7 separate regions of the Mus musculus genome follow, and all the other regions are linked to region 1. A link is a contact called in public Hi-C and promoter capture Hi-C data. All regions are on one chromosome and are shown on one strand. The core of a region is the stretch at or near the end of the contact, and the rest is flanking DNA. Distances in the headings are between cores, read along the strand shown.

Region 1 (4,102 bases), core at 913-3,412:
GGAAGAGCCGTATGGTGCTCTTATCCACTGAACCATCTCTCCAGCCCCCCCACCCCAATTTGGTTCTTTCCTTCTACTATGTGGGCTCTGGTGATTGCCTTGCTGGTCCACTTTAATATATTTATATATTTTTCTGTGTATAAATATTTGTCTGACTATGTCTATGTCTAGGCAGTACTGATAGAGGAACAATTAGTTTCCTTGGAACTGGAGCTGCAGAGGGCTGTTAGCTTCAATGTGGATGCTAGGAATTGAACTTGGGTCTTCTAGAAGAGCAAGTGCTCTTAAGTGCTGAACCATCTCTCCAGCACCCACTTTCTACTTCATTGTGGGGACAGTCTTTCAATGGAGCCCAGGCTGGCTTCAGACTTGTAGCAAATGGGGGTTAATCCACACAGTACTACACTCAGAAACTTTGATCTATTTTCTGTAAAAGCCTACACATTTATTTAATCTGTTGGCCATAGTGAGCCATTGTAGTCTCAGGACATACTTCTCGACCAACACTCTTAGCACTCAGCAGTGGGCAAGCCTTCTCTTGTGTCCCTAGCACGTCACACCTTTCTAGTATTTATCTCTTTCCTTTGGCTCCCCCTTTTCCTCTTTTCTACTAGGATACTAGGCTTCCTGAGGCTAGGGTCATATTGTCTACATACCTGCCTATAAATAGCAGTCTCTCAAATTACCAGCACAAGGATTTGTTTGCCTGTTCGAGATCCAGTCTTGGATAACTCAAACTGGTCTATATGAAGCTTGCCTTGAAGATCCTGTTTCTATAGGGATTCCAAGTATGTACCAAACATGTTGGGCACTGCAGGGATTTCTATGTTTTGTTTTCAAGAAGCAATTCTTTGTTTCACCTCCTTCATTTCTCCTAGCCTTCTGTGCAATCTAGCAGGAAAATAGCAACTAGTATACTTTCCTTCCTTCCTTTTCTTTCCGTCTTCATTTGAAACAGGGTCTATGTTGCGCTGACTGGCCTGGAACTCTTCAGATCAGAGATCTGCATGTCTCTGTCTCCAGAATGCTAGGTTTAGAAGCATTTCTTGCTATGCAATCCTGGTTGGCTTCTAATTCCCAGTTGTCTTGCTCCAGCTTCGGACCAGCTGAAGTCACCTGTGCTGTGGCACACAGCTAACAATACATTTAAATGGCTGCACAAAAAATAGCATAGGAAAACGGACTGGAGATATGGTTCAGTGGTTATGAACACTTGCCTGATTAGTAGTTTTGTTGTTGTGTGTGTTTTGGTTGATTTGACACAAGCTATAGTCATTTGGGTAGAGAGAACCACAATTGAGAAACTGCCCCCACCAATCTGGCTTTTAGGCAGGGTGGAGGTTTTGGGAGGGTGCCTCCCCTGGGGAGATAGTAAATTCTGGGGCTGTTGTATCAGCCATGAGGCAGTAAGCAAGGGTTCCTCCATGTCTTTTGTTTCCATTCCTGATATGACATTACTCAGTGGCAGGTTGTCACCTATAAGGTGAGAAGTGGTATTTTTACCTCAGCAATAAAAAACCTAAGATAACAGCTGGCCGACAACAGCCTGTAACTCCAGCTTCCAAGGATCTGATGCCATGTCACTTGGTACCACACACATGCACATAGAATTTTCTTCGTCTGTTTTAAATTACGAGCTATTGTATTAGTTCTCCAAATATCACGAAAGGGCACATCCTCAAATATTGTCTTCCCAGCTGTGAACTACTGCCCAACGCCACTGAGTTTCCTTTATCGACGGCGGATTTCATTGAACCCATGCTTCACTCTGTTCAGAGGACAAACAGGCAAACCCCCTCCCCTCGCTCCTGAGTGTCGATGTGGCCTAGACTCGCAGTCGTCCCTCACCACAACCCCCCGAAGCCAGCAGCAAGCGCTACCCTGTCCTTTGCCTGGTTTATGTCTCTGTGAGGCAAAATCGCTCACCTCCCTAAAAGTGCAGAAGACCAAGGGGAGACGCAGGAGAGAAAAGGCGCGACGGACACAGAGCTGCGGCTGGGGATGGAGAGATGAGCCTGAGATGGTCACCCGTCCCCAGCTCCCGCCGGCTCTCGCCGGCTCCCACGGCACAGGCCACGCGCGTCCCCGGCCGCTCCGCCGGAAGTCCCGCCTGTGTCTGGGGCTACAGCCGCGCTCCCTCCAGCCAGTGCCCGGGTGCAGGCGCAGACTGACTGTCTCGCGCTGTGGGCTGAGGAACACTAGAGACAACCTAGGCAGCCGAACCCATCGCGAGCCCCAAGGCAGCGGCAGCCCGCACAGAGAGCCAGGCCGAACAGAGCCGGGGCCGCAGGTGGGACTTCCGCCTCGGGACCCGGAAGAGACCGCGCCGTCGCTGGTGGGAGTTGTAGTCCGGCCGTAGTTGGGGGGGCCCGCGGCTCATGCGCCGTGCACCGAGGCTTGTTTCACATCTGTAACAACAGGTGAATTGGGCTTTTTATTCTACCCTTTCGCGCCCCTTGAAGCAGCCTGACACGGTCGGGGGTGGTCGGCGCGAGGAGGGGTCCCGAGTCCGGCTAGCGGCCTGGCAGAGAGTGGGAAGGAGGAGCTGGCGAGCCCGAGGAGCAGGCCGGGCATCCTAGGCCTGCCCGGGAAGCCGGCCGGGCCGAGCCGTGGGCAGCCAGGCCTCGGCCTGCCGTTGCCATGGAGCCGGGGCGGGGCGGGGGCCAGACCGGTCCGCCGGGGCGGGCCTCACTGCCAGGGGCTCAGCGGAGGCCGAGAGAGGCGGCTTCATTGGCTCGACGACGCCTTCGCCTCAGGGGATGCTCGGTTTTCCCCAGGCTGGGCCCGGAGGAAGTCTCCGGAGTGCCCGAGACCTTTGTCTGCCCCTCCTCCCACTGTGCGGGTCAGGACCGTTCCTCTAAAGGGAGGCCTTGGTGCATTTTTGACTCTTCTGGTTTGCCTCCTTTTGCACCGACCTTGTCAGTGGGGGAGGCTAAGGGGTGAGGTGTTCTTTGTTTGCTGGTAGTGACTTGTCCCATTTTGCAGGGGAAGACCTAATGCATGGTGGGTCCTTTGTTTGCAGTGAAGTGGAGTTCCCAGGGGTCTTCAGAATCCTCAAGCCAAGAGTACAGCGTCTATGTGCTTTCTAGATAGTCCTTGTGTAAGCAATATTGGTCTTTTAATTGCGGCTTTCCAATGCAGAGACTGTTCACCTTACAACCCCCAGTTCATGGGTGTTCGCCATGCATGGTAGCAAATAAACTGCTGCCGTCCAGCTGCAAGGTCTCAACTTGTTTTTGGATGCAACCTACTGGCCAGAGTAAAATTACACCTTTTCTAATGATTTTCCTTGCAACGGTTTCTTGGAATGCAGTGACCCCAGCGCCATGTGCCATGCACCTCTTGACTACATCTTATAATTTATACTTAAATCTCAGAGTCTGACATTTCCAGGCAGGAGAACTCTTTCCTGATTTTATTATATATTATTATTTAGATTTATGATAATGCTTTTTACTTCTACATTTATATATTCTTTGACAAAGTTTCTATGTAGGTGTACCCCACCTGACACCCAAAGATCAAACTTTTCAATATTTTAATTTATGAAGCTATAGTCCAAAAAGTTTTATCCAGTTTTGGACCCCACTTATTCTTTCAAAAAATGAACATGATATATGCAGAATACAGGTTGATATGTAAGAAAAGTCGTGTAATAGAAACGTGTAAACCATGGGGTCAGAGTTCATTCGGTCCTGATGCTATGGGATCCTGGGTAAATTAGATATCTGTGCTTCAGTTTCTTTCTCCGGGAGAGAATGTTCTTCATAGGCTAGCTTCAGGGATTACATGAGGTCAAGTCTATGGGCGTTCTTTGTAAACTGTAAAAATGTTTTTGAGAATTTTGAGGGTATAATTTTCCCAGTCTGGAAGTATCATTTTAGATAGATTGGTATTATAGCCATTATGGGATTAGAAAAGCAAAGGGGCTTTTGCTCTGAGCTTGGAGAAAATGTTCTTAACATTTCCTTCACTTGATCTTAGCCAAAAGGCCGAGAAGCGATTCTTAACATTTTCTTAGGGATGCTCTGTGGCACAGTTCACATTTGGTGGGTCTAGAACTGGTCAGGGGCCTCTTGAGTGAGGCTATTGTGTTAAACCT
Region 2 (4,102 bases), core at 874-3,373, 1.6 Mb after region 1:
CCCCACCCCAATACTTGCATGTCCAGTGATAAGGGAAGCCGTAGGCACTCTGGAAAAGCCCCTCCTACCTCTCCTAGCATCTCCATCTTTACTTTCCAGGTTTGCTCGATCCTTCTGTTTCTTCTTACTAGTGGCCTCTTCCAGTCCTGGCGGCCCCCTCCTGGGCCCTGTAGCACTGGCCCCTGCAGACATCTTGAGCCGCTTGGTAGCCAGCCAGAGTGGCCCAGAGTCGGCAACAGCGTCTGGGTCAGGGCTGCGGCGCTTTCTTCCCGGCCCAGCTATCTTGGCAACTCTTTGTGGCCAAATTCTTCAGCAAAGAACCAAGAGCCTAATGAAAATAGACCACGAGTCACTGCCAAGGCCAAGTGATCTGCTCCCTGCCTACAAGGGCTGAGCAACGCAGGCCTCTCTGAACCCTAATGGGCAGGATTCTCACCAGCTGAGGCAGCCATGCGCACTGTGAGGCTACCCTGTGAGGAAATAAATAATTCAAGCAGTGGCAAGTGCTTCAGGCCACGCCTCCTGGGTATCTACAGAAACCCACAACGCTGGAAGGCTGCACTGAGGAAGTGCTAGGTCAAGGCAGTTGTGGCCTGGGACCAGGATCATCCTCTGGATGAGAGCCATGGCTCCAACCCACAGGTCTGCACTCTGAGCAGCCTGCTCTGCTTCCTTCACTCTCGCCGGCTGCTTAGTCACCGCCAGACAAGTAGAGAGTGAAGGAGTCAGGCAGCAGAGAGGGAGACCAAGGAATAGTCAGAGCAGCAGAAGGGCAGACTCTGAAGCTGAAAACGGCCCCAGGTGCTGCCACTAACCAGAAAGGCTCTGGTACTAAAGCATCTAGTCTGCTTCCTGCCGGCTCCTATTTTTTGCCATAAACCAGCTCCTGAAACTTGATCTTTTGTTTCCACCTAAAGAAGGATCGATCTCTCTCTCCTCAGCCTTAAAGATTAGGAGTGGAGGCGGGTGGTGGTGGCGCACGCCTTTAATCCCAGCACTTGGGAGGCAGAGGCAGGCGGATTTTCTGAGTTCGAGGCCAGCCTGGTCTACAGAGTGAGTTCCAGGACAGCCAGGGCTACACAGAGAAACCCTGTCTCGAAAAAAAAAAAAATGAGGAGTGGACTCCAGTTTTAAGACACGGTGATAGGCTTAACAACGAAACAGACATCACCCCTGTCTCCAGGTTCCTTCCTTCATCATCAGCTCTGAGCCACGGAGGCCTGATCTGTTTCCCACCTGTGTGTGGATTCGGGCTCCCTCCATCCAAAGTGAAGTTCTCAAAACTAGTGAGGGTGGAGATGGAACGTAGACCTAGTACTAGCCCTGGCAGCCTCAAGCCCGGCTTGCGAGACGAAGGAGATTGAACTGTAGCCTGTGTTCCCTTAGGGGAGAGTGGGGTGATAAAAATACCCTTGGACGATAAGAGTGATGAGCGGAATCTTTAGTGACAGTCCGTCCAGGCCTCTGGGCAGAGCACCCGCCGTTTCCTCCTTACACCGAGGCCCGATTCACAGCCGGAATCCCTCCCCCATGCTCTGAAAGCCGTCGAAGCGGCAGAGAAACTATCCGGAGATCCCAGCTGGTTAGAGAAGCTGCGCAGAGTTACTGAACGCAGACCAACGCCCCGGCTAGGATGCTGCCCTCCTCCAGCCTCCGAATCCCAGGCCTGCCACCACCTCCTCCAGGAAGCCACCCTCGCTCGCCGCTAATCCTCTTAAAAACAGAGAGGCCGGCCACAGGGGTAGCATAACGGCTCGGTCGGCATCGGTAGGCCGAGCACGCCGCGAGGCTCGAGATGTCGGGGCTGGCACGGCCCGTGACCTTGAACAGGCCCGCCCCGGGCCAACCTTGCGGCCTTCCCCCGCTGCGGCCAAACCGGCGACTTGAGGCCCACACCACTCACCGAGCGAGACCGCCGCCACCAGCCCTCTTCGGGCCCTGGCAACACGCTCTCGATTCCGGTTCCGGCGTCGGGTCGGTTCCGGTTCCGGCGCGCCCCTCCCCCGTCCCGGCTCCTCCGCCACCGCCGCCTTCGCCGCTGCTTCAGCCGCTTGTTTTGTTTCGACTTCTAGCTACGGCTACGGGAGGCGGGGTGCCGAGCTGATGACGCACTTCCGGCAAGAGTGGGAGCTCTTGGTGAAGGGCAGCTTTGGGGAGGGCGGGAAAGGAAGAGGAGGGGTTCCGGTGCTCGGCCTCTGCTGGTAGCCTACAGCTGATGGCGTGTATAAAGGTCCTCCGCCCCTCCCATCAAAGGCCAGACAACACAGAGGAGGTTCACACAGGTTTATTGAAAGCTCTTGCTAGCCAGGAGCTCTTTAATGTGCGGACGATCGTGTGCAGAACAGTGCTTGGCGACAAGGCTAGGCCCTAGGGAGTGGTCACTGGCAGGTGTTGTAGATCTGGACCTGCAAGTTGATGGCCTGGAGCACACTGCGCATCCTGGCTTCCAGCCCATCCAGCTGGGCCGCTTTGCCCTCCAGTGCACGCTCGTTCTCCTCATATGTGCCCTCCAGCTCTAGAAGGGTCAAGAAATAGTTCAAGTCTTTTCTCACGCAAGCCCACCTTTCTAGCTCCCGCCCACCATGGTCCTCACCCTGTAGCCGCTGCAGCTTATCCTGAGCGGCCTGCAACAGGTCCCGAGCCTCATCCCGCAGTTGTTCTGCCCTGGCTTGTGCAGCCAGAACACCTTCAGCCTTCCGCTCTGCCAACGCCCTCACTGTTTGGTATTGGTCACCTACTTGTTCCCGTAGTTGCTGCAGATGTAAGAGGCAGGGTCGGTATACTAATTCAGTGGAATTCTAACTATAATACCCCTACCCCATCCAGAGGGCTTCGCCCAACCCACTTTCTCAGCCTCCCTGGCACGGCTCTGGGCACTGCCTGCTGTTTCTTCCGCTGTAGATGCTGCCAGGCTATTTCCTGCCCGTTTCAGTTTCAGGGCCTCCAGGAGGGCGTCTAATTGCCGAGCCCGCTCACCGGCAGAGTTCAGAGACTTCTCTGCACCTGCCATCCTCTCCTGGACCTGCCACAGAAAGGCCCAGGTTTAACAAATCCACCTTTAGTACCAGCAACTGAGAAGGAGAAGCAAGTTGATCTCTGTAACTTCCAGGCTGCCCAGGGCTACACAGTAAGACCTCCCTGTCCCAGACAAAGCAAGCCAGATCCTTAGTACATGCCCATCACCTCGTCCTAAGGAAGTCATACCCGCTGCAGGGTCTGCTCTGTGTTTTGTGTGTCAACCACTGCTCCCCAGATGGCACCCTGAGCAGCTCCTTGTGCCCTCTGAGCCTCCTCCAGTGCCGCTTGGACTGTCTCTGCCTTCTGTCTCTCACCCTCGGCCCGGCTCCTGAGGAAGAGGGGAGATCAGGGTCTACAGGTATCAGGACCAGGTTTCAGGAATGGGGACCAGGCTTGGGGGTCAGACCGTGCCCGGTGCGCATCTTGCAGTAGCTGTTCAGCCCGACGCACGTCGCCCATGGTATGGGCCAGGATTGTGTCCACGTCGGCCAGGCTTCGGACGCGTTCTGCAATCTCACTGGCTAGGCGCTGGATCTGCTCGGGTGAGGCCGGGATGGAGATGTCTAGCACCCGAGTCGCTACCATTTCAATACTGTCAGGATCGGCTCCCTCCTCTATGGAGACACAGGCAAGGGCTTAACAGTCTCTCCTGCATGACCTTGGGAACACAATCTTGGTATTCTGGGGTCTCAGACTGCACATGCAATAGGAGTTTGCTAACAGGCATAAGGATGTAACCAAGGAACAGGGACTATATAAGGGACACAGACTTAGGGACATTGACTGGACAGGGACTCAGGGCCAGACATAGGGTTATAAACACATGTCCATTGCAGACACCGAGACTCAAGTACACACAGACACAAGGGAAGCAAGCACATGGCCTGGGCCACATGGGAGGCTCACGGCTGAGGAAGTCTTTCACATTCTGGATAAGTTCTCGAAGCTCCTGATTGGCCTGTTCCACCTGGCCCCTGGAAGCATTAGCCTTGTCCAGGGCTGCCTGTGCTCGCTGCTGTGCCTCTTCTGCCTGCCGACGAGTCTCAGACACCCGGCTGAGGATGCCGCCACCTTCTACCAGTGC
Region 3 (4,102 bases), core at 749-3,248, 1.3 Mb after region 1:
TCTAATCCTGGCACAAAGAGGCAGGGGCAGGCAAATCTATGAGCTCAAGGCCAGCCTGATCTATACATAATGAGTTCCAGGCCAACCAGAGACCCTGTCTCAAACAAGCAAGCAAGCAAACAAACCAACCTCTTCTCTTAACAGGGAAAACCAGGCCCCAGTGCATTCTCTTTATGAGCCAACAATGGAAATTTTTCACCTCAACAAGCTGGCCTCAGGAAGGCTCAAACTCATCCTTGTTGCCTAGATACCAGTGACATCTCTGGGGCTTACAAAAAGGCCCTGCCATCCTCTGCAAGGGCCCTGCCATTCATCAGTCAGCAATGACTCCTGGCACATTCTAATGTTCAGATACTTGGTTGTAAAGACCAAAATCTGTCTCCTAGGAAACTCTAAAGCGTCAAAGAAATACGATAAACTGGTTTCAACAACAGTAACAGGTCTAGTCCTGCTACTGACACACTTGAATTCTACTCTTAAAAGAAAACTAGAATACAGGTAAACCAGTCTGAGTTACACTCAATAGTTTAACCAACTTGATCTCCAAAAAGATTTAGTAGGCAGTCAGATGGCCTGTTCACACCAAACATAAGTACTCATTTTGTATTTCTATCTGTGGATAGCTGCTAAAATTAAAACAAAACCCTACAATTACACTCTCCACGGCAACAACTTGGTAAATAAGCATCTCCCATCTCTTAAAATGTTATCCCAGGGAAAGTGCAAATACAGCAAACATTTTAAATACTGAAAATCAACAACAATGCTGTCAACAAGGAAGGTCCTTTAAATTTTTCAAAATGTTTGTCTGCATCATATTTGCTGTTTCAAAACTGCCAGGGCTTCTTTCTTTTGGATCTTTTTATTTTCATAAATATTTATTAGTTGACAATTCCAAACATGTATACAATGTATTTTGACCATATCCATCCCCCTGGTCCCTTCTTATCCCCCTCCCACTGCCTCTGGATCCCTTCAGTACTTTTTCTTACAAATATTCGAAATTATTTTGTTCTTGCTCTATGTACATTTCTGCTAACAAAATGTTTATTTACATGCGATGACTAGCTCTATTTCCTTTCGCGTGTAAGAAGAGCCCTAGATTTCACCAGTTCCTACATTTTTCCCCATTTTCCCGCTAGTACAGCTTTCTTGATATTTGATAGAAATTAAAATCCTAAAAACGAATCAAGTCATTAGGAAGGATGCAGAAGATAGATGCAGTCTTGTTATCAAATATGAATAAAATCCCACTCGTGGTAGGAGCATCAGCATAAGAAGAAGAAAAAAGAAGACACCTTCTGATCCATTTTAAGATCTTAAAGGAGAAGAAGGGGAAAAAAAAAAAACCAATAAGGTTGGATGCGCAGATCACCCTCTCCCCCGCCTTTCCGGGATCAAAGAGGAGCTGACTGGCACAACTGACGTTCAACACCCAAAATGGCTGCACATCTGCAGGCCCAGGTAACAACAGTACCTGAGGATCCGGGCTGACCCTTCCATCCAAAGATAAAGACCCCATCCTCAAAGACCAGGGAGATCGTGGCCGGGGGACCTCTGTGAGACCAGAGATCCTGTCCTCCACCGGAAGACCCAGGGAGACCGCTTCAAAACCGGAGAAAGACACTGTCGTCGTCCCCCGCCCCCTCCCCTCCCCCGGTTCCGGGAGACCCTCCAATGCCGGGGGGAAGATTCTGCCCCGTCTCGGTGGGCAACGCTACTCTCCCCAGTAACTGCAAGGTACAATGGCCCCCCGTAAATAGGGAAGGGATGACTACACAAAAAAAGGGGGAGACCGCTTCTCAATGACAGCCATAGGACCCCCTTCACAAACCCAAGCCTCCCAGGGATCCCGGAGCCCGGCCGCTACCAGCACCGAAAACCTCTTCCCCTGAGCCCCGGGGTGACAGGGCCACGGGCCGGGCGGGGCGGGCGTTACCTGCGGCCACAGCCCAGTCCCGCGACGCTTCCGTCCTATTGTTTCTCTTCCACCAAAATGGCTGCGGCCGCGCTCAGCCCCGCCCCCCAACCTCGCTCCCAGGGCCCCTCGCTATTGGCTCGCACCCGAAGCCGCGCAAGCGGACTGGGCGGCCTGGAAGACTGTTGCTAGGGCGCCGGGATTCGCTTGGGGCGGCTTCCTGAATGGGCAAGGGGCGGGAAGAGGCGGGGCGTTGTCCTGAGTGAGGAGGGTGGCCAGTCTGTTCTGGAGTTGAAGTAACTGATGGGCTGTGTGCCAAATGGATCGATTGCAGGATGCCTAGGGTAAGGGTGGATGGACAGACAGTCCTGGTTTGCCCCGCACTGGGGAGTTTCCTAGGATACAGGAATGTCAAGGCCAGTATTCATTCTGTGATAAACTGCAAAGCTGGTCAACCTAGCAGATGGATGGACAGAACTACATGTCGCTAAGATGGATAAAGGGATAGCAGCAGGGAACAGAGAGAATGACTACAGACGATAGACAAATACATGGCTCTATAGGAGGCCAGTAAGACGGCTCAACAGGTCAAGCCGTTGCTCTGTTTCTCTCTGGCTCTTTGTCTCTGTCTCTCTCTCACTCACAAACACACACTCACACCACACACACTATAATAATTTTTAAAAAATGTTTAGACAGGTGAACAGATGAGTGGACAGACAGACAAGATAAAAGCCAATAGAAGTCTGATCAGAGGGATGTATAGGGTCCTCGGTAAATTGATAGGTCTGGAGCATAGAGCTCATCCAAGACTCCTTTGTCTGGAGCCTGTGTCATTCAGAAGGTCTCCTGCATGAGTGAACGAGTGTCAGCGCAGCCAGGAAAGGCAAGGAGCACGATGGGAACCATGGGCATGGGATGACCTCCTTCTTGGCTATTGGCCTTTCTGTAAAGGATGCCAGAGTTGTAACCCTGCATCCTGGGCATTAGCAAAGATGTAGCTCATAGGTTTTTAAAACTGAAGTATTTATTAAGCACCTACACTCTGCAGTGAGTGCAGTAAACAGATTTTTTTAATCCCTGCTTTCTAAAGGTGGACAAGAGAAACTCCTATTACCAACAGGTTCCTCTTGGAATCGCCTTCCCTTGAGGCCTTCATGGCTCTGTGTTCAGTTCTGTCTAGTTTTTCTTTTTCACATTTTTTCCTCTCTGTCTATACCCACTTACCCCGGGTCGTGGTTTTGTTTTTAAAATATTAACTAATTGAGTCCAGATCCCTCTCTGTAGCCCAGGCTGGCCTCAAAATTAAGGCAATTCTTCAGCATCAACCTTCCTCTTACTGGGATTACAGGCATGAACCGAGAGGCCCAGGTTTCAGGTTTAAATGCCAACTTCATGTTAATCGACCCCAAAAGTGTTTGCCCAGTTCAGGCTCTTCCTGGTTCAGTGTTCAGCTGTTGATAGACAGCCTGCCCTCTGGCTGTGTGTGTTCCTTGACTGTTTCCGTATGGCTGTTGTCGTATTGTTTGTTTTGCATTCATCTGTTGTGCCAGGAGCTTGTGCTGTCTCAGGAACACACCACTTTTTGACATGACCGTGATTTGAGTACCTAAACCCCTACAAGTCTCTCTCCAGATCAGTGTCACAGTTCCCGCCCAGCCCCCTGTTGACCTTGCTGCCTTCAGCCCACTCTCCATCTATCAGCCTGTGGATTAATAACCACTCCCCAGAGAGGCTCCAGAGGCAGCTAGACTCTCAGGCTTGCCCACTCCCGCCTATCTATGCCTCCTCTGCTGGCCTCCAGCTCAGTCTCAAAGTGCACTGCACACACGGTGCCCAGTCAGGGCTGGCCTCAGTGGTTCTCTATGCCTGAAAGATCAGCCTTCCACAGGCTGTACCTCAGAGCTCTCACACCCTCACATTTTAGACTCTAACTTCTCGCTCTGTCCTCAGCACTGGAGACTACCTTTATTTTCTACCCTGTTCTACTTCCTTCCTCCCCCAGCAATTATGATCATATGGAATATTTTTTACTTTTTTTTTTTTAACACAAGATCTCATTCACTGTAGGCTGATTTCCTTGCCTCCAACTCTCAAGAGCTGGTATTACAGGTGTGCATTCCCTGGCTTTTTTTGGTCTGTTTCTTCAGTATTGGGGATTGAATCCAGGGCTTCATATATACT
Region 4 (4,102 bases), core at 533-3,032, 1.3 Mb after region 1:
AGTTCCGGAGTGAGTTTAAGAGGCTTCCCTGGATAGGGCCAAATAAATATAGGGGTCAGCAAAGTCCTTCAGATGGCAGAAGGTGTGTGGGCGGGGCAGGGAGAGACAGCAACAGCGACAGAAAGGGAAAGTTTTGAAAAAGAAGGGCAAACACCAGGTGGAGTAAAAATGAGACAGAAATTCGCAGTCGGGGGAACTGAGACTAGGGGTATGACGAAAGAAACAGGAAGTGATCCGAGAAAGATCTTTCCTTCCCAAACCCTCCAGCCCCACTGACCCTGGCTAGAGCAGAGGCTCCACAGGGCCTGACAAAGAGGCAGGGCTTCCTCAAAGTCTCCAAAGAGACCTGGGTGCTCAAAAAGCTGAGCTGGGTGTGACACAGTTTAGATTTTTCTCACCTGAACACCTCTAGAGGAGACTGAGAGTCTGTGAGGAGGACCCTAGAACCAAGGGTCCCTCGTCTTTAGCAAGACCAGATGACATTTCCAAATTTATCACAGTATTTCTGTCCTTAACTGGGCTGGGACAGGATGTTTCCATAGCTAGGGACTATGAGTCTGGAATAGCCCAGACTGCCCTGGGTCCCCTTCCTCCTGCAGTCAGAATAGGCTAGCTGGAGACACTGCAGCAGGACTACTCTTGAGCAAACAGGAACTGGAGCAGGCTCCACTGGAAGGGGACCAGGCCATCTTCAGAACGGGAAACCATGAAGGAGGCTCACTTCCTCACAGTGTGGACAGCTCCCATTCCAGGATGGAGCGCCCAGATTTCAGAGGAAGGAAACCAGAGAAGTCAGGAGTGGAGGCTTGGGAGAAGTGGGGGCTGTGCCAGGGAACCTTGTCTATCAGCAGGGGCCAGGGGCCTTGGTTCCTGAAGGGTTGGGGAATTGTCCTTGGGGAGAGCTTGATAGGTGGGCGGGTTCGGGATACAGAGATACTACAGGAATTGGGACTCGCATAAGGGACAGGAATGCCTGTGGCTCTGGGGTCCAAGTGTGTGGGTGGGGTGGGGACTAAGAACCTGGAGGGTGGTTGAGGAAACAGGTGGTGTATGAGGTGGCACAGTCAGTGGTGGGCACGGTGATCTTTACAGTTAAAGGTGGAGGCTACAGATTGATGGGAGATGGGCATCCTAGGGATTCAGGAAAGGGGAACGAATAGGGTTTGGAGGTCTAAGGGACTTGGATAATGAATGGACTGGAAGTCTCTGGATCCAGCTCGAGAATTCAATGCAGATGGAGGCTCTGATTATCGATGACAGAGAGTCCCTGTTCCAGAATTAAGCTTTTCACGGGCCTGCGGTTAAATGTCAAAGGCCTAGTCTCGGGTGGGTGTTGACGGCCCTTCCGGAGGGGTCTCAGTCCTTACGGCTCTTGGGACTTAAGGTCAGAGTCTCAACCTCCTTGTCTGGTAGAAGTCCCGAAGAATCTGACTGAGCTTCCTGGATCGGTTCTGCGTGCTGGTGAAGGGGTTCGGTCGAGAGGCCTGGGACGGAGGGACACACTCACCTGCAGGCGATGCAGGTAGGCAGGCGGCACGTACCCGGTCTCGCCACTGCGCGCCCGTGCTGCTAACCACCAGTGCGTGCTGCTGCGCTCCAGCACCAGGAAGGTCTCGCCTGCAGCGAACGCCATGGCGTTCGGCTCCGCGGAGCGGAACGCATACAGCGCGCGGTACATGAGGCCGGGCCGGGCCGGGCCGCGAAGCGCCGGGGCTGGGTACGCGACGAAGGTTGCGGTGCCGGGAAGCCAGGCCCTGAGTGCCGCGCCGCCCGGCGCTTGCCCCGCCCCGCCCCGTGACACGCCGCGCGTGCGCATGCGCGACCGCCGGAACCCCGCCCCAGGAGCGAGTCGGCTCCAGTATTGGAGCGCCGCGCCCCCTCGCGGCCGAGAGAGGTTTGGCGGGGCGGGGTGGGAGTCTCCAGTTCCTTCAGGCCTCAGACTCCAGTCAGCTGACTTAGGGTCCTAACTCCCTCTCCCTGGCTTTCCTCCTCCTTTCCCAGCTCAGGTGCAAGCGCTGCGTTCCTTCCCACCTCCTGATGAAGGATGCTTATAGCCAGTGCGTCCCTGGGGACGGGGATATGGTGTTTTGCTTTGAGGAATCCTGATCAGACATTTGGAAGTTCTTTCTGGGGAGGGGTCTCCCCAGCGCATCTAGGCCTCACAGTGCCTTAGTACAAAGTCCCTACTCTGTCGCTGAGGTGGTGGACAAGTGTGGAGGGCAAGGGACAAAACCAGGTTGTACTGTCCAGAATGCATCTTTGCTACCCACCACATATACACTCCCTTCATATATACTGGCTTCTTTCCTATCTTGAGTCTTGCATCTGTTCTATTTGAACACTCCCTTCTGGACCACGCCCCAACTTGTCAATGACTATCCTTTTGCCATTTTTGTTGTTACAAAAGGATTTAAGTCTATGACCTAAGGTCATATTTACTCATAACGAATCAAACTGCGTGTATACATGCATCTCCTGTTTTAAAAGGCTGTCTGTTACCAACCCTGTCCTGCCCCAACATCACAAATGGCACTGGGGAAAAAAAATGGTTAGGGCAGAAGGCTGATAGGGTAGGGACTGAACACATGAGGTTTAAAAAGCATGTTTTGAGTTCTGAATGGTGGCATGATCCCAGCATCCAGGAGGCAGAGCTGTAGAAAGCCAAGATCAAGACCAGCCTGGGCTTCATAGTAAGAATCCGTCTCAAAGAAAGAAAAAGCATCCCTGACCTTCAGTTTAATATTCAGCCTAGCCATCCACATCTTTGAAATCCTTGGCATCCCTCGGTCGTAGTGAAGAAGGCCTAAAGGATCCTTGCATACTCTCCACTAATCTAAGGAGCACAGGATATACACACCATCAGACAATGTTCCAAGGCAAGGTCTCACTGTGTAGTTTTGGCTGTTCTGGAACCATGTAGACCAGGCTGGCCTTAAATCCAATGATCCATCTGCCTTTGCCTCCCAAATGCTGGGACTTAGGGCAGGTGCCACCACACCTGGCTTTTTCCCCCTAAAGACAAGGTCACACTAGCAGCACCAACTGGCCTGAAACTAACAGCAATCCAACTCCCTCTGCCTGAGTACTTAGATGAGCCAGACTACACCTAGACTTCGCTAATCTATTTTTAGGCATGGTGGAGGTAGGCCCAGTGGGATGTGGGGAGCTGCCAGAAGGCTCAGCCAAGACAAGAACTTGATATCCAGACCCTGGCTTTATCAAATGTTTCTGCCAATTTTTGGCAGTGCACACACACACACACACACACACACACACACACACACACACACACTTACAGAAGCTTTCAGGCACAAAGTAGTGGTAGCTCTTTGGAGCTATGCTGACTGGTCTTTGTAAAGGATGAAGCTGGTGTGATTATGGGACTGCTGAGTAGGAGTGGTAGCAGGTGTTGAAGCCAAGACTGTCCATGGCTACCAACAGACCAGAGACTTGTGGCTACTTGAAACCCCACCATGGGGTCCAGGATATCTGAATTACTATGGCCAGCCAATTAATTTCTTGCTGCCAGTTACCAAGGAGAAATAAAAAGCTGGACCCAAACAAGGGTTGGAGCACCTGTTGTCCAGCTTCTCCTTATGCTGCACAGGGCCATGGGAAAGCCTATACCAATTGTACTTTTGTGTAAGGGTGGTAGAGACCAAGCCAGCACAAACCACAGTGACCTGACTAAGTAGTGCTAGACTGGGACACTTTAGACAAAGCCAAGTCTTTGTAATGAGTGGGTGCCAGGCCTAGGAGACCACAAGGCAAGGCTTCTGCAGGCTGGGAGGAGTCTGCATGCTTAGAAAGAACGACAGCAGCACTGTATACAATAAACAAAACATCTGTATTAGAACATTTACACTCAGGGAAGAAAGAGGTATCTGCATCATCAAATGTGGAATGTTGAAGAAACAGTTAAAATAAATAAAAGGCTCTGAGCACGTCTGGGGCCGGCTCAGGCTGGAGGCGGGGGGGGGGGGGGGGGAGGGGGTCACAGGGGCCACTGTCTATCAGCTCCAGGCTGCAGAGGCCAACACCTAGCCATACTGGCCTGCTTCCCGACAGCACAGCTGTAGGGGGACACAAAGAGTCTCTCAGG
Region 5 (4,102 bases), core at 706-3,205, 1.3 Mb after region 1:
GGGTGGACTGTCTGGGCCTTGAAAGAACCCCCAGAACCTCTCCCCTCATCATTACCGGAACCAAGTTCGCCACTGGTGGGTCTTCGCCGCTGGGCCCCAATGCCCCAGATCTTCTAGCTGCTCCTGGTTCAGCAATGGCCTTTCCACATGGTAGTCTCTCCTCTGCAGCTCCATTTCTTGGGCTGCAGACAGGAGTGCCTGCGTCTGATGTGTCCCTTGGTCTAGAGAGGTGAGACCACAGATATACAATAGAACTTCTACTTGGGACCACAGAGCCACATACCTGAGTTTTCTGGGCTCAAAGATCAAGGGTAGAGCTAACTCTGCTGGTCTCTGAGGGCCCCGTGCTCACACCCTGACAGAGGCAGTATCTGAACTTTGGCTGCTGGAAGACTCTTTCTGGGCCAAAGTCTCTCCGGAAGGGAGAGATGGATGAGCATGCCCACACATCCAGCTCAGGTGTGGCTGCCCAGCCCCGAGTACCACTTCAAGTCCAAGTCCAGGTCTGGGTCCAGGTCCAAACTGACTGCGCTTCCTAGCCCCTACCTCTCAGGCCCTTGGCTTCCTTCCCTGAATCAATTCCTGTCCAGTCCCCTTTCCAGCTTTTCCACCAGGAGCCCAACCTTGTTGGCTGAGAGCGAGTTGACAGATAAGAACTAGCAAACCAGAGGTCTGTAAGCAATACTGCCCTCCAGTTTCAGGACAGGGTCCAGCAAGACTCCAGGGTCGAAGCTCTCACCTCCAGGGAGTTTTGACAGGCTCCCACTCGAAGTAGAGAGACTTCACCTGGGAACAGGAGCTTTTGGAAGCCAATCCAACCTGGAGGGAACTCTGCCCTGAAAGCTTTCACCAGCCAGGCAAGTTCTGACCGGGGGTGTGGGAATCTCTCATCGGGAGGCACTTCTCTGGAGAGGCACTTCTCTCGGAAGTGGGAGACTTTACCAGAGAATAGGATCTGAGGGGGTCTCTCAGAAGAAACTCTGATCTGGGGGGGGGGTGCCTCCATATGGAATGCAGCTCTCTATAAATATATTTCAGGGGAAACAAATTTGGAGTGGGCAGGGGGGAGGGGCTAGCCTGTGGGAAAGATATCACCTGTGAGTTCTGATCTAGGAGAGGCTATAACCAGGGGAGAGAATCCCACCAGAGGGGTAGGAACTCACCTGGGAAGACTCTCTAACCTGGGTATCCAATGGAGGAGGGAGCAGTGCAGACGCAAGGAAGATCTTCAGAGATTCTCTGCACCGCGGGCTCCAGGAGATCTCAGCGGCCCCTCTCCCCTCCTTCAAGATCTCTCAAGTCTTCTTAAAGGGCTCCCTCCCCTTACCAGGCGGCACGCGCCTTGGAGGGCGGAGCCTTGATGCTTGGCACCTCCCTTTGGGAGGGCACAAGGGCCGGCAGCGACAAATGTGAACAGTACCCTGCCGACTCAGGCCGCGGCTGGTCCACCGCCTGGCTAGAGCCTGTCTTGCAGCGGTTTCTCTCCCAGTCCCAACGCGCCCAGCTGGCACACCTCCCGTGCCAGGACTCCTCGGTAAGCAGCAACTTCCCTGCAGCGCCCTTATTAGCACTCCAGGGACGTTCAGTACAACCCTCAAGAGCTGGGGTCGCGCCAGAGCCCGCCCCCATCCCTCGCTGTTGATGGATAACCTCCTTCGGAAAATCGGCAAGGCGGTAAACTAAGGCTCCGCAGACGGGAAATGCCTGTCGGGGACTTGGAGGTTCCCTTCCTGAATTGACCCAGGCCGGGAGTCACAGAACTACTAGCGCTTCGCGGGCACGCGGAATTTGGGCAGCGCCCTGCAACTCACCGGACCCATCGGGAAGTCCCATGGCCCTCAGAGGGTAACTCGTGTACCGCTTTTCAAACAGCTCCCCCAGGAGGCCACTACCGGCTAGAAGGTGGCGCCAGGCCCAGAACTTGGCCGGCCGCAAGCTCCACCGCTAGGATGTGCAAGATCAGACCAATCAGAATTCTGGGGGTGGAATCCAAGTCATACTCTCTGGGCGGGGCGAGCCCGGAGAATAAAATTTTAACCCTTTCCTTCCCGTCGGCCTAGCTTCTGTCCCTGCCTGCGATTCTTGTTAACCTGCTGGGAGCTGGAGCATTCTGCTGAGACTGGAGGACTGGAACGAAGGCCCAGCGCTACGCTTGGCCAATGTTATGCCTCTGTGCCCTTAAGTGGCTGGACCTAATTGTATGCTTTGTAGAAGGTCCCCACTTTATGCAGAGGAGACATTCTTGACCGATCTGGATGCCTAGGTGTGCAACCAGGGGCCCCAGCCTCAACTGTGGGAGATCTAGGCCTGTAGGGTCTCTCAGGGACCACCAAGCTGTGAGTATCACCCTCAGATTTTTCCTTCTGAGACCTGGCACAGTGGTCCTCAAGACCAGCCCCACCCCACCTCCATTTCTTTTTTTCCAGACAAGTTTTCTCTGTTTAGCCTTGGCTGTCCTGGAACTCTCTGTAGACCAGACTTGTCTACAGAGATCCACCTGCCTCTGCCTAGTGAGTGCTGGGATTAAAGAAGAGATCAAAGGTATTTGTCACCATGGGTGGCTTCTTAAGCCCCCCCCCCCCCTTTCACTTTCACACCTGGCTGCCTAGACTGGAAATGGAGCACTCAGGATCCTTTCCAGGTCTGGAAGCTCTGGCCTGATCCAAGTGAGAAAAGACCAGTAAGGGCCAGAGTGTGGGTGGGTAAGCAGGAACTGAAGTGGGAACGCCTAGGTTTGGGGTGACTAATGGGCAGGGCCACAAATGTCAGCCTCTGGATATTAAGGAAACCCTCATATGACTGCCTAGACCAGGAAAGTGGCTTCTCTTGGCGCAGCTCCTGCGCTCCAACTTCAGGCTCCAGTCACAAGGTGAGAGGCCATATTTCAGAAAGAAATGGGAACCTGGTCCAAATCTCCCATGAAATGGGCTAAAAATAACTGGCTATTTTGGAGGGAGGAGAGCTCAGAGTCCTACAAAGGTCATCCTGGGTGAGTATTCTCAACAGCTGAGACAGAAAGAGGAACAAGTGTTTTCTATAGAAGTTTATTCCCAAAACAGAGCGCGGCTTCACGGAACAATTTACACAGACAGGAAAGAGGGCCACTGTTGGAAGGGGACCCCAGAGACGGGCATCTACAGAACCTAGGACATAGCAAGGACACTCTCCCAACCGACAGGCCTCTCAGCCCTTCAAGGGCAGGGGTCAGTCTGGGTAAAGAGAGCTGGGGACCTGGCTGGTGGGATTTGGCACAGGCAGTGAAGTGGGATTTTTTTGAATCTCAGAAACTGCCTCCCAAGAGTAAACACAGGGTAGGGGTGGGTGGCGGCTGCACAGAACCCCGGTCCTGAGCCACTTTCGGGGCAAGCTGTTAGAAGACTCAGCTGACCTTTGACCTGGGAAAAGTTGGGATTAGAAGCCTACCTCAAGATGGCCAGGTCCAGGGGCATCGCAGGTGGGTCTTTTAGGCCCCTCCCCCACTTTTTCTACCTTTCACTTGTAAACAAAGAGGGGGAAACATTCTGAACTATAAAACAAAGTGTGTAAGTTCAATGGTTGAAGCTGTAAACAATAAATAAAACCCAACCATGTTAAAAAAATAATCTTGATCTGTAAACAAAGTAACAAAAATGTAAAGTCCCCAGCACTGGACATCAGACAACTAACAAGAGAGTTTTGTGAGCAGGATCCTAACAGTTACCTGTCCCTTTATAAGGGACCAACAGAAGGTGGGGCAGCCACTGCTGCAGCCTGGTGCCAGGGAGGATCCTGTAAGCAGTGAGAGGCGGTGGCACCTACCTACATTCTGGGTCTTGGGTTCCCTTGTTTCTGCTCCCTTTGCTCACTGCCCCCCTCATCCCTCAAGGGGACAGTGTAATGAACCAATGGCACCACAGACAAGTGAAGGAGGGACAAAGGAGTTTCCCCTCCACCCACCCCCCTAGGAATGTCTGATTAGAGGCCCAAGTCCCTCCCTAAGGGAGAAAGGGAAGCCTTGATCTGTAAACATGACTTCTGCTGCTCCACCAGCACCTGCAGCATCAGTCCTAGGTCTTAAGGCAGTAAGCGGCAGGGACTCCATGTAATACATATCCACACCCAC
Region 6 (4,102 bases), core at 1,092-3,591, 1.2 Mb after region 1:
CACCAGGTCCCGGGGCCCAGACGGAGTGTCATCAGCTGTGAATGGGGTTGGGGGTAGTATCAGGTCATGGGCAAGGAGTGCATAGGTCGGCACTCCCAGGCTGGGGTTAGGGTACCCAGAACAGGCAGAAACTTACAAGGCAGGGTCACAGGCACACCACCAGCAGTTGTGCACACCCTCCTGGAAATGAGAGGCAACAGGGTCCTCAAGATGCTGAAGTCATTGACGAAGAAGAAGAAATCGCTGGTTGGCTGTGAGGCCACACGCTTCAGTTCCTCAGGGTCGGCATTCTTGATTCCTGAAGTGATGCCCAAGCCGGGCTCAGTTGCTTACACATTCTCTGAATGGTCCCCCACTCCAACAGACCTCTCGCCTCAACTTGGTTCTCACCCACAGCAAACAGCTTGACTCCCTGCCCCTTCAGCTTTTGGGCAGCTGTGTCCACTAAATCTTGGGATTTCCCATCTGTGATCAGGATGCAGACCTGGGATGGGTGCCAAGAGCAGTCAGGGATGTTTCAGACATTTATTTTGGGGTCACATTTGCAGGCATGGTAGGTTTATAGGGAACACCTTGGGGACACCAGGACGTGTTAGACGAGGCAGGAAGACACGGTCAGAAACGTGGTGAAGAGCGGCCCCCGTGCGAGTGTTACCACCTTTATAGCTGAGCTCACGGATGGCTCGGATGGTGTCACTCCCAGAGCCAAGTGTATCCAGACCAAATTCTGTCCTGAGGGGAGGAAACGGGGTAACACAAGGCGGGGGGGGGGGTCATGATCTCTTCCAGCCCTGCCTCTGAGATGAGGCCACTGAGATGAGTGAGCTCTGAGGCAAGCACCCTTGGTTCTGAGACCCCACCCCCCCCCAGCCCTCTACCGCGGAAGTGTCCACGTTAGCAGCCTCCTCAGATGCTGCTTGACATAGCAATGTCACTGAGCCTCAACAGGCCTGGAACCCTCTAGGTCCCTAGCCTGGGGCGGGGGTGGTGGTGGTGGTGGTGGTGGTGTGTGTGGGCAGGATATCTGATTAAATAATTGTAGGAGGAAGGGCTCAGTTTCAGGACAGTGGTCACTGGCCAGACAAAGCATTTCTGATGAACAGAGGGCTGAAGAGCTGGCAGAGCCCAAACATGCAGACTCCACCAGGAGCCCAACGCCTGGAGCTCCTGGACTCTCTCTCTCTATGCAGATCAGGAAGCAGAATCATCCTGTCCACCCCACCCCCACCCCACCACAACCCCAGGACACTGACTGAGAGGTGTTTTAGGACAAGAACACTCTTCCAAGTTATCCCCACCTCTCTCCAGAAGAGGTGTTGGCGAGGGCCTTTCTGGGCTCTCCAAAGCCTATTTCTAGACTCCTTCCTGTTAAGGGGTCTTGGGGCCTACAGTCCTGACCCCACGTCGACTACTCACTGTGGATCATCACTGTACTGCACTGTGGCAAACCGGACGCCCTGTGCACTGGCTGCTCCTGAGAAAGGCAGCACCAGCCCCTCCAGGAATCCTCGCACTTCTCGAAAGTTGCTGCGGCCAATGGACGACGAGCCATCGAGTAAGAACACGATGTCAGCAGCATAAAGGCGTGTGCAGGTCACTGAAGCAGGGAGGAGAGATCATGACCTTTTAGGGAATACAGCCACCCACCATCCTCTAGGCACTGAGGTCCCCTGGGACTTGGGGACTGGAAGGACAATAGGCTTTATGTTCCTCTGCAAACGGAGCCCAGGTAGGCGTATTTCTGCCAGTGTTGGAGGAAACCGCAGTGGGACTCTGAACAGAGCTTCTCAGGGAGGGCAGGAGCACCTTGGGGGAGGATAACCTGCAAGCAGGGGTGTAGCTGCGGGGCTGAAATCAGCGTGGAGGGACTGTTGTCCGGTGGCTGAGGACAGAGGATCAGCCTGCATCCAGGGAGCTAGAATTTGTGTGCCATATGGGATAGGAGGCAATTTGGGGAATGCAGAGTAGAATTCAGGGAGTTTAGGAAGAATCCACGAAGAGTTTGGGGGACTCATCGGTGGAAAGGTGTCAGGGATAAAGTTTGAGTAGATGCATAGGTGACAGACAGGGTGCTGAGCCCCGAAAGATGCCCACCTCTATCTCTGGGCTGGGCCCACACTTCCGGCGCTCCCATCAGGATCTCTGCAGCGCAGAGCGCAGCGACCAGGAGTCGCAGCCTCATCCTGAGTGATAGAAACAGTTAGCCAGGAACCCAACCTCTCTGTCTCTTGTCTCCCAAGCCTTTGGCGGGTGGAAACCGAGTACCCCCCACCCCAAGTCCCGATCTTGCCTGTGCGAGGAGTCAGCCTGCTCCCGCGCCGCAGCAAGTCCTGCCGGCACTGAGGAGAAAAGTCCCTGATCCCAGGAGGCGGAGCAGCAGGCGGGGACCTGGCGGCCCGCCCCCACCCACCTCCCCAGAGGTCGCTTCCCCCACCCCACTTCTCCTGGACTTAAGATATGACGCACTTAAGGGCAAGGTCAGGTCCCAAGACTTTCGAGTATCACTCAGGGTTTTGACAGACACTTCAAGAGCACCCCAACCTTACTTAGGGTTCCAAGTCTTGACTGCTTTCTAGTTAGAGTGACCAATGAAGTCATTGCTGCTCTCTGAAATGTGGACAGGTTCCAGCAGACCATAGGGGTAGCAGCCTGATGGTAGGTAGGACATACTGCAGCTGGCGCTGACTCACCCCTAACCCCATGGGGTGCCCAGACAAAGCCTCAGGCTATAGGTCTTGACAAACGTGAATCAGCCATGCTTCTGTCTGGTGGCCCTCCTGTGCCGCACCCTAACCTTCATGACAGGCAAAGCAGCCCCCAGCAAACAGGAGACTATGGGACTATCCTAGGGACCCCAAGATTCCACTGGGCTGGATCTAAGCAACACTTCCCCATTTTGGAAGAAAGAACTTGTGCCATGCGTGTTCATATTTGTTCATCCCAGTGCCGCTCACTCCCTACTGAGTCTTTTACCCTAGACAGATGCCATCCAGCTGTGTCTGCAAAGAGGGAGGGTTGTCCATATGCGGGGGGGGGGGGATGGACCACCCATGCTGACAGCTCATCTCTCAGGAATCCATCTCCTGATACCCACGTTCCCACTGGCAAGGCCTGTCCACGATTCAGGCCAGGTTCCCCATCTACTTGGCTTCATTAGAACCTGCAAGAATCCCCTCCACCCCTTCTACTCAATTCCCTGACTAGGGCAGGGCCACACCATGACACTCCTTTCCTTGTTGCCTCAAGGTATCTAACTTTCCCCTCCCTATGTGACCCCCCTCTTGATCCTTTCGTGTGGACAGTCATTGCCAGTCACAGGTCAAGCCCTCTTTCCTAATGATTTCCTTTGGTTATACATGCATGGTGACTAGGCGGGTGTCATCAATATAGAGGGACACTCCTAAGAAAACTAGCCCCCATTTGGGCCCTGTTTCCTCTGCTTCCTAGTCAGTCCTGTACAGTTCAGCACAGACCAGAAAGTATTCCCTCATTCACCATGGCTGCTTCCAATATGCCTGGCCCTGCAACCTCCCGCAGATCCACAGGCTAAGTGGGGAGATGGGGACAGGTGCAGGTGTTTAGTTTTCTAGCATGGGCGAACCTCAGGGCACAGAGGACCATCCGTTTCAATTTCCCAGTTGTCAGGAAAGCTCCAGCTCTCCTTGTCACTGAAGACCCCCACTTTCAGAACTATCCCGGGACACAGTGTCTTTACAGGTCCTCGAACCTTTTTGCAACACCCAGGTCTCCCCAGAATTGTCCCTGGGACCTCCCATCCCTAGGTGGTATGCTCCAGATGAGGGCAGTAGAGAACCAGGCATGCTCTCACAGCCAAGGTGGGTAACAACAGGGTGAATGTGGCATGTATGGTATGAACATACATGTATATGTGAGCCTGGCCTATTGGCATCAGGGCTGGAGAGATGGCTCAGCAGTTAAGAGCACTGGGTGCTCTCCCAGAGGTCCTGAGTTCAATTCTCAGCAACCACATGGTGGCTCACAACCATCTGTAATGGTATCCGATGCCCTCTTCTGGTATTACTGATATACATATAATAAATCTTAAAAAAAAAAAAAAAAAAAAAGAGTATGGCATCAAGGC
Region 7 (4,102 bases), core at 768-3,267, 1.2 Mb before region 1:
CAACCATCCAAATGAGGAAATGTGAAAGAAAAATCAAATTAATTTTCCCTTTTCAAATCAACTTCTTGGACCACAACGGCTTACGAATCATTTCTTTCTCTCACAAGATCATCCCAACGAGGATCCATTTCAGTTGTGGCAACTCGAAACAGTGCTTGGAGATGCTCATCCGTCAGTGGCTGGCTCAATGTGTGCTGGTTTCGAGTTAAATATGCAAAAGCCTTATCACAGATCTGGTTACTATCAAATAAGGATGCCACCTTATAGGCAACCCCTTTGATAATTGGGTAAGCTTCACCAGACAGTCCTGCATAAAACTGTCCCAAGTCTTTGACTCTGTACTCATTCCACAGGTCAGTGTTGGCCTGAAGTTTTGTTAGCTCCACTCTTACAGAAATAGGCGCATATTCCGGTTTAAAGCTAAATGGATTTGAGAAAAGTTCTAAGTCCTTTTTAATGAACCTGAGGTCCTTAAAATGTCTCTCAAAATCTTTCTGTAGGCGGGAGATCACCATTTGATACCTGTCAGGATCAAATATTTTTTGATCTTCCTTAAACTGCTGTTTAAGTTCATCAACGATTATACTGAAGGCAGGAAAGTCTGTTAGATTTACTTCCTCCATATGTCTCTGAAGTGAACTCAGCTTACCCTCAAAGGTGCAGATGCGTTCAAAGGCAGCAGCAGCAAAGACTTTACTGATCTGCAGTTCTTCACTGATCTCTCGAAGATAGTCCATAATATCTACCAAGAAACCAAAATCACAAAGCCACTGCTTGTCTGAGAAATGAACTGTTGTTGCCCCCACTGAGACCAAGAACGCCTCGATTTCTTTTCTTAGTGAAAATATTAGTTTTAACGTTTTGCCTCTTCTCAGCCAGTTGTTCAAACACCGTCCGTTAACTCTTTCACCATGCTCTGACTCAGACTCAGTTAGTAGAGGCTGAAACTCCGGTCGCCTAACACCTCTGGTCTTAATCATAACTACCCATTCAGATATGGTATTTATGATCTGATTAATATCAACATCATAAGAACTCAACAGTTCCAAGTGAAGAAATCCCGAATAGTGGATTACGTTCCAACAGTTGGGACTCACGGCCTTCTCTCTCATGTAGGAGACCAGTCCGGAGTTCTCGCCGATCATCCTTAAAGTGTGGGTCGTGGTCAGTCCAACCATTCGCTGTAAGCTGAGCCCTGCTGTCTGCAGGGCTTCCAGAATTGCCGACATGAGAGCCCCAACACTGAAGTGATGAGTCAGGTTGATAATCGTCAGAAGATCTTCTTGCACCTCCAGGTCGCGGCCGACGCCACGGATGAAGACCAGCAGGTAGTTCTCATAGGCCACAAAAGCCTGGTCATCCAAAGCAAGGGAATAGGCCTTAAAGTCCCTGGCTCGGTTAAACAGCTGGCTGCGGAGGTTGCTGTCAATGCTCAGAATCCTCTGCCGTGTGATCTCTGGAGACAAGTCAATGCCTTCCAGGACGCCGACGTGATCCGGCAGCACCTCTCTCAGCAACACCTCCATGCACTGGTGTACGAAGTCACCCTCACCCCAGCCGCGACCCTTCAAGGCCAAGAAGCGGCAGAGGCCGAGGCCTGCCCGGGTCGCTCTCTCCTCCGGAGTGAGCACGGCGGCCAAAGACATGTCACCCTGCCGCAGACGCTCGACCAGGGCCGCGCGTTCCTCGTCCCCTACAAACCGCTCGTAGAATTCGTGCTCGGCCTCGTAGTGGCGCCTCACGTCGCGTTCCCGAGTAGAGGCGACCAGGCGGCGACACACCAGGCACAGGGCCCCGTCACCCTCCGCAGGCTCCACCACCAGGTATCGCTGGGTCCACTCGGGCCGGAACACCAGAGCCTCGTCGACTTCCATCCTAATCCTCTTGGGCGTCATCCACATTCTGCGGAGGCCACAGGAGAACGCCGAGCTCTGAGGCCGCAGCAAACGGGGAGGAGCCCGACGAACGCCAAGCACCCCCTGGGTTCTGCGCCAGATCACCCGAGCAGGGGTGCACCAGCCTCCGCCAGGGCACCTCCGTTCCTATTGGCTGGAGATTTCGTATTCCCTCAGCTCTCAGAAATGAGCCAATAGGAAGAGCGGACCGTGAACTTTGACGCGCAAGCGCGTTGCCTTCTAGCCTGGTGTCGGGCCGCTGTTTAGAGCGGGACAGAGATCCCAGGAACTGACGTGTAAAAGCGCTTGACTGGCATTCATGCTGCCCAATCAGCACTTGCCGCTGGGAAGACGGCGCAGGACTGCAGTCGGCCGAAGCTGAAGGAAGAACTTGAGCGTGAGGAGCTCGAGTGATTGGCTGACTGGGAACTCGGGCGCCAATATGGCGTTTGTAGCAGGAGTTATTCGGCGTCTGGACGAGACGGTAGTGAACCGCATAGCGGCGGGGGAAGTCATTCAGCGGCCGGCCAATGCTATCAAAGAGATGATAGAAAACTGGTACGGAGGGAGCGGAGCCGAGTTCCCCGACTGAGAGCCGGGGCGGGCCGACCCACCTGCTGCAGTCGGCCACCGTGCGGGGCACCGAGCACGGGGACCGTGGGGGCATCGGGCACAGGGACCCTGCGCGTGCCAGGCTGGTTTCCCATTATGCACACGGCCGAAGGTCCTCACGACTTGCGCGAGACCTGTTTGGGTCGCAAGTAGGGGAAGCACGCGTGGTATTGGTTTAATGGTATCTTCCTGGAGTATGCGGCTCGCCGCCACGTTACATACAACGAAGATGCGCGGCTGACGATGTGTGAATGTGTAAGGGTGGAAGAGAAACAGTCTTCAGAGTGTGCCATTTTAGGTTTATCATTCATTCCCGGAATAATCCCTACACATCCAAGGCACAGTTTCTTCTGAGTTTTATTCAGACGTATCAGGACATGGGGCTTTTTTTCTGACTCTCCTCTTGTCAAATTAGTGAGTGACCCTAGTCTGAGACTTAGACCTGCATCTGAGACTTAGACCCGTCAGGTTGTGGAGGGGAGAAGTTAAACGTGTACTGTTTAACCTTTAATAGGCACAGTGAATAGTATACCCCAAAGTAGACACACCACCAAATAAGTTCAAAAAGGACACTGTGTACATAAGGACTTTGTGTTAATATCAGTTGATGGTTGTGAAAGCCAAAGAAGACAAATGTTCAGAAGTGCACTGAAAAGACAAAGCATTCAGAACGATGACACTGAGATAAATGACCTCAGGCCCTCTTTGGGGTCCAAAGACCTTTATGCAGGAGTCACCTAAGACCATCGTGAAATTCTGATATTTACATTACAATTCAGAGCAATAGCAAAATTGCAGTTATGAAGTAGCAACAAAATAATTTTATAGTTAAGAGTCACCACAATGTAACAATGGGTCCCAGTTTTAAGAAGGTTGAGAACCACTGCCACAGGGAGGAAAGGAAACTGAAGAGATAACCAGAGGAAGGAGCAGGGAGCCCTCGGACATTTGATTTGGTGTCAATAGGCTGCCCTAGGATAGGTTTTGCTTTTACTGTGTTAGGATGACCTGGAGAACTTGTTCACTTAATTGTACTATGCCTGAATCACCTACAATAAAAAACTAAGCTTAAAAGTAGCATAGCAACGCATGCAAGCAGAGATTATGCACAGATCCTACTTAAATATTTAAGTCGAGGTTTTTGATACAGAGGTGCTAAGAAAAGTTTATTACTTAAGTAACTTACTGGCTTCTTGTTTTTAAAAAAGGCATTTTCCTGAGAGGAGTTGAAAGCTTCCATTTTTCATGTAGCCCCAGGTCAAATTTGTTTCCTGTGGTAGATATTCTATGAGCATAGGCTGCTCTGAAAATACAAGAGTTTCATTCTTTTAAAGATATTTTCCTCTTTTTAATTTAGTTTATTTTGTTTACTTATTTGTGTGATAGGGATTGTGTGTACAACACACTTGTGAAGGTCAGAGGACAACTTTGATTCTCTCCTTCCATCATGTGGGTCCCAGGGATTGAACTCAGGTCCTTGGTTGGTGCCAGGTGCTTTCGCCCACTCAGACATTTTGTAGTCCCTATTAGCATCTTCTTTCATTTTAAATTTTCATTTTATTTGTGGGGATGTTTTACCTGCATGTATGTCTCTG

Evidence for each region. Promoter capture Hi-C pulls out the DNA fragments that hold promoters and counts their contacts. A called contact is a pair of places that touch in the nucleus more often than the background predicts. Capture Hi-C pulls out chosen DNA fragments and counts their contacts.
Region 2: a Hi-C map of B cells shows a contact between it and region 1, with 7 read pairs. The contact joins the promoter of Usp19 here to the promoter of Dhx30 in region 1. A contact is called at or near these places in 4 of 39 promoter capture datasets (embryonic stem cells, hippocampal neurons, liver and 1 more), 1 of 484 Hi-C or Micro-C datasets (B cells) and 1 of 115 datasets of contacts at active chromatin or transcription factors (embryonic forebrain).
Region 3: a promoter capture Hi-C map of adipose tissue shows a contact between it and region 1, with 2.5 times the contacts expected there. The contact joins the promoter of Ip6k2 here to the promoter of Dhx30 in region 1. A contact is called at or near these places in 3 of 39 promoter capture datasets (the C10 cell line, hippocampal neurons and pre-B cells), 3 of 115 datasets of contacts at active chromatin or transcription factors (astrocytes, embryonic forebrain and stem cell-derived neural progenitor cells) and 2 of 9 other capture datasets (adipose tissue and liver).
Region 4: a promoter capture Hi-C map of liver shows a contact between it and region 1, with 6 times the contacts expected there. The contact joins the promoter of Nckipsd here to the promoter of Dhx30 in region 1. A contact is called at or near these places in 9 of 39 promoter capture datasets (the 3T3-L1 cell line, cranial neural crest, embryonic stem cells and 5 more), 2 of 115 datasets of contacts at active chromatin or transcription factors (astrocytes and embryonic forebrain) and 2 of 9 other capture datasets (liver and macrophages).
Region 5: a promoter capture Hi-C map of embryonic stem cells shows a contact between it and region 1, with 4 times the contacts expected there. The contact joins the promoter of Slc26a6 here to the promoter of Dhx30 in region 1. A contact is called at or near these places in 9 of 39 promoter capture datasets (cranial neural crest, embryonic stem cells, frontonasal cranial neural crest and 5 more), 2 of 115 datasets of contacts at active chromatin or transcription factors (astrocytes and embryonic stem cells) and 1 of 9 other capture datasets (pancreatic islet).
Region 6: a contact with region 1 is called in a promoter capture Hi-C map of embryonic stem cells, with 4 times the contacts expected there. The contact joins the promoter of Col7a1 here to the promoter of Dhx30 in region 1. A contact is called at or near these places in 2 of 39 promoter capture datasets (embryonic stem cells and pre-B cells), 4 of 115 datasets of contacts at active chromatin or transcription factors (CD4 single positive thymocytes, astrocytes, embryonic stem cells and 1 more) and 2 of 9 other capture datasets (macrophages and pancreatic islet).
Region 7: a promoter capture Hi-C map of pre-B cells shows a contact between it and region 1. The contact joins the promoter of Epm2aip1 here to the promoter of Dhx30 in region 1. A contact is called at or near these places in 4 of 39 promoter capture datasets (the HPC-7 cell line, hematopoietic stem and progenitor cells, liver and 1 more), 1 of 484 Hi-C or Micro-C datasets (CD4 T cells), 1 of 115 datasets of contacts at active chromatin or transcription factors (double positive thymocytes) and 2 of 9 other capture datasets (adipose tissue and liver).

Annotation. Positions count from the first base shown.
Region 1 is chr9:110,115,676-110,119,777 of GRCm38.p6, reverse strand. Dhx30 (DEAH (Asp-Glu-Ala-His) box polypeptide 30) reads left to right here and starts at 2,162. Exons shown (of 23, transcript NM_001252682.1): 1 at 2,162-2,420. It also overlaps Gm10615.
Region 2 is chr9:108,488,697-108,492,798 of GRCm38.p6, reverse strand. It overlaps Usp19 (ubiquitin specific peptidase 19), which reads right to left and starts at 2,123. Exons shown (of 27, transcript NM_027804.4): 1 at 1,904-2,123; 2 at 69-328. The coding sequence starts at 192. It overlaps Lamb2 (laminin, beta 2), which reads right to left. Exons shown (of 33, transcript NM_008483.3): 28 at 3,925-4,102; 29 at 3,425-3,632; 30 at 3,205-3,346; 31 at 2,846-3,022; 32 at 2,594-2,753; 33 at 2,269-2,515. The coding sequence ends at 2,379.
Region 3 is chr9:108,781,708-108,785,809 of GRCm38.p6, reverse strand. It overlaps Ip6k2 (inositol hexaphosphate kinase 2), which reads right to left and starts at 1,998. Exons shown (of 6, transcript NM_001379600.1): 1 at 1,940-1,998.
Region 4 is chr9:108,806,060-108,810,161 of GRCm38.p6, reverse strand. Nckipsd (NCK interacting protein with SH3 domain) reads right to left here and starts at 1,782. Exons shown (of 13, transcript NM_030729.4): 1 at 1,508-1,782. The coding sequence starts at 1,678. It overlaps Ip6k2 (inositol hexaphosphate kinase 2), which reads right to left. Exons shown (of 6, transcript NM_001379600.1): 6 at 3,829-4,102.
Region 5 is chr9:108,851,896-108,855,997 of GRCm38.p6, reverse strand. It overlaps Slc26a6 (solute carrier family 26, member 6), which reads right to left and starts at 1,955. Exons shown (of 20, transcript NM_134420.4): 1 at 1,164-1,955; 2 at 56-221. The coding sequence starts at 174. Celsr3 (cadherin, EGF LAG seven-pass G-type receptor 3) reads right to left here. Exons shown (of 36, transcript NM_001359572.1): 36 at 3,029-4,102.
Region 6 is chr9:108,951,825-108,955,926 of GRCm38.p6, reverse strand. It overlaps Col7a1 (collagen, type VII, alpha 1), which reads right to left and starts at 2,341. Exons shown (of 119, transcript NM_007738.4): 1 at 2,291-2,341; 2 at 2,095-2,183; 3 at 1,417-1,597; 4 at 573-732; 5 at 391-484; 6 at 137-298; 7 at 1-35. The coding sequence starts at 2,182.
Region 7 is chr9:111,269,760-111,273,861 of GRCm38.p6, reverse strand. It overlaps Epm2aip1 (EPM2A (laforin) interacting protein 1), which reads right to left and starts at 2,017. Exons shown (of 1, transcript NM_175266.4): 1 at 1-2,017. The coding sequence starts at 1,901. The coding sequence ends at 81. Mlh1 (mutL homolog 1) reads left to right here and starts at 2,254. Exons shown (of 19, transcript NM_026810.2): 1 at 2,254-2,453. The coding sequence starts at 2,338.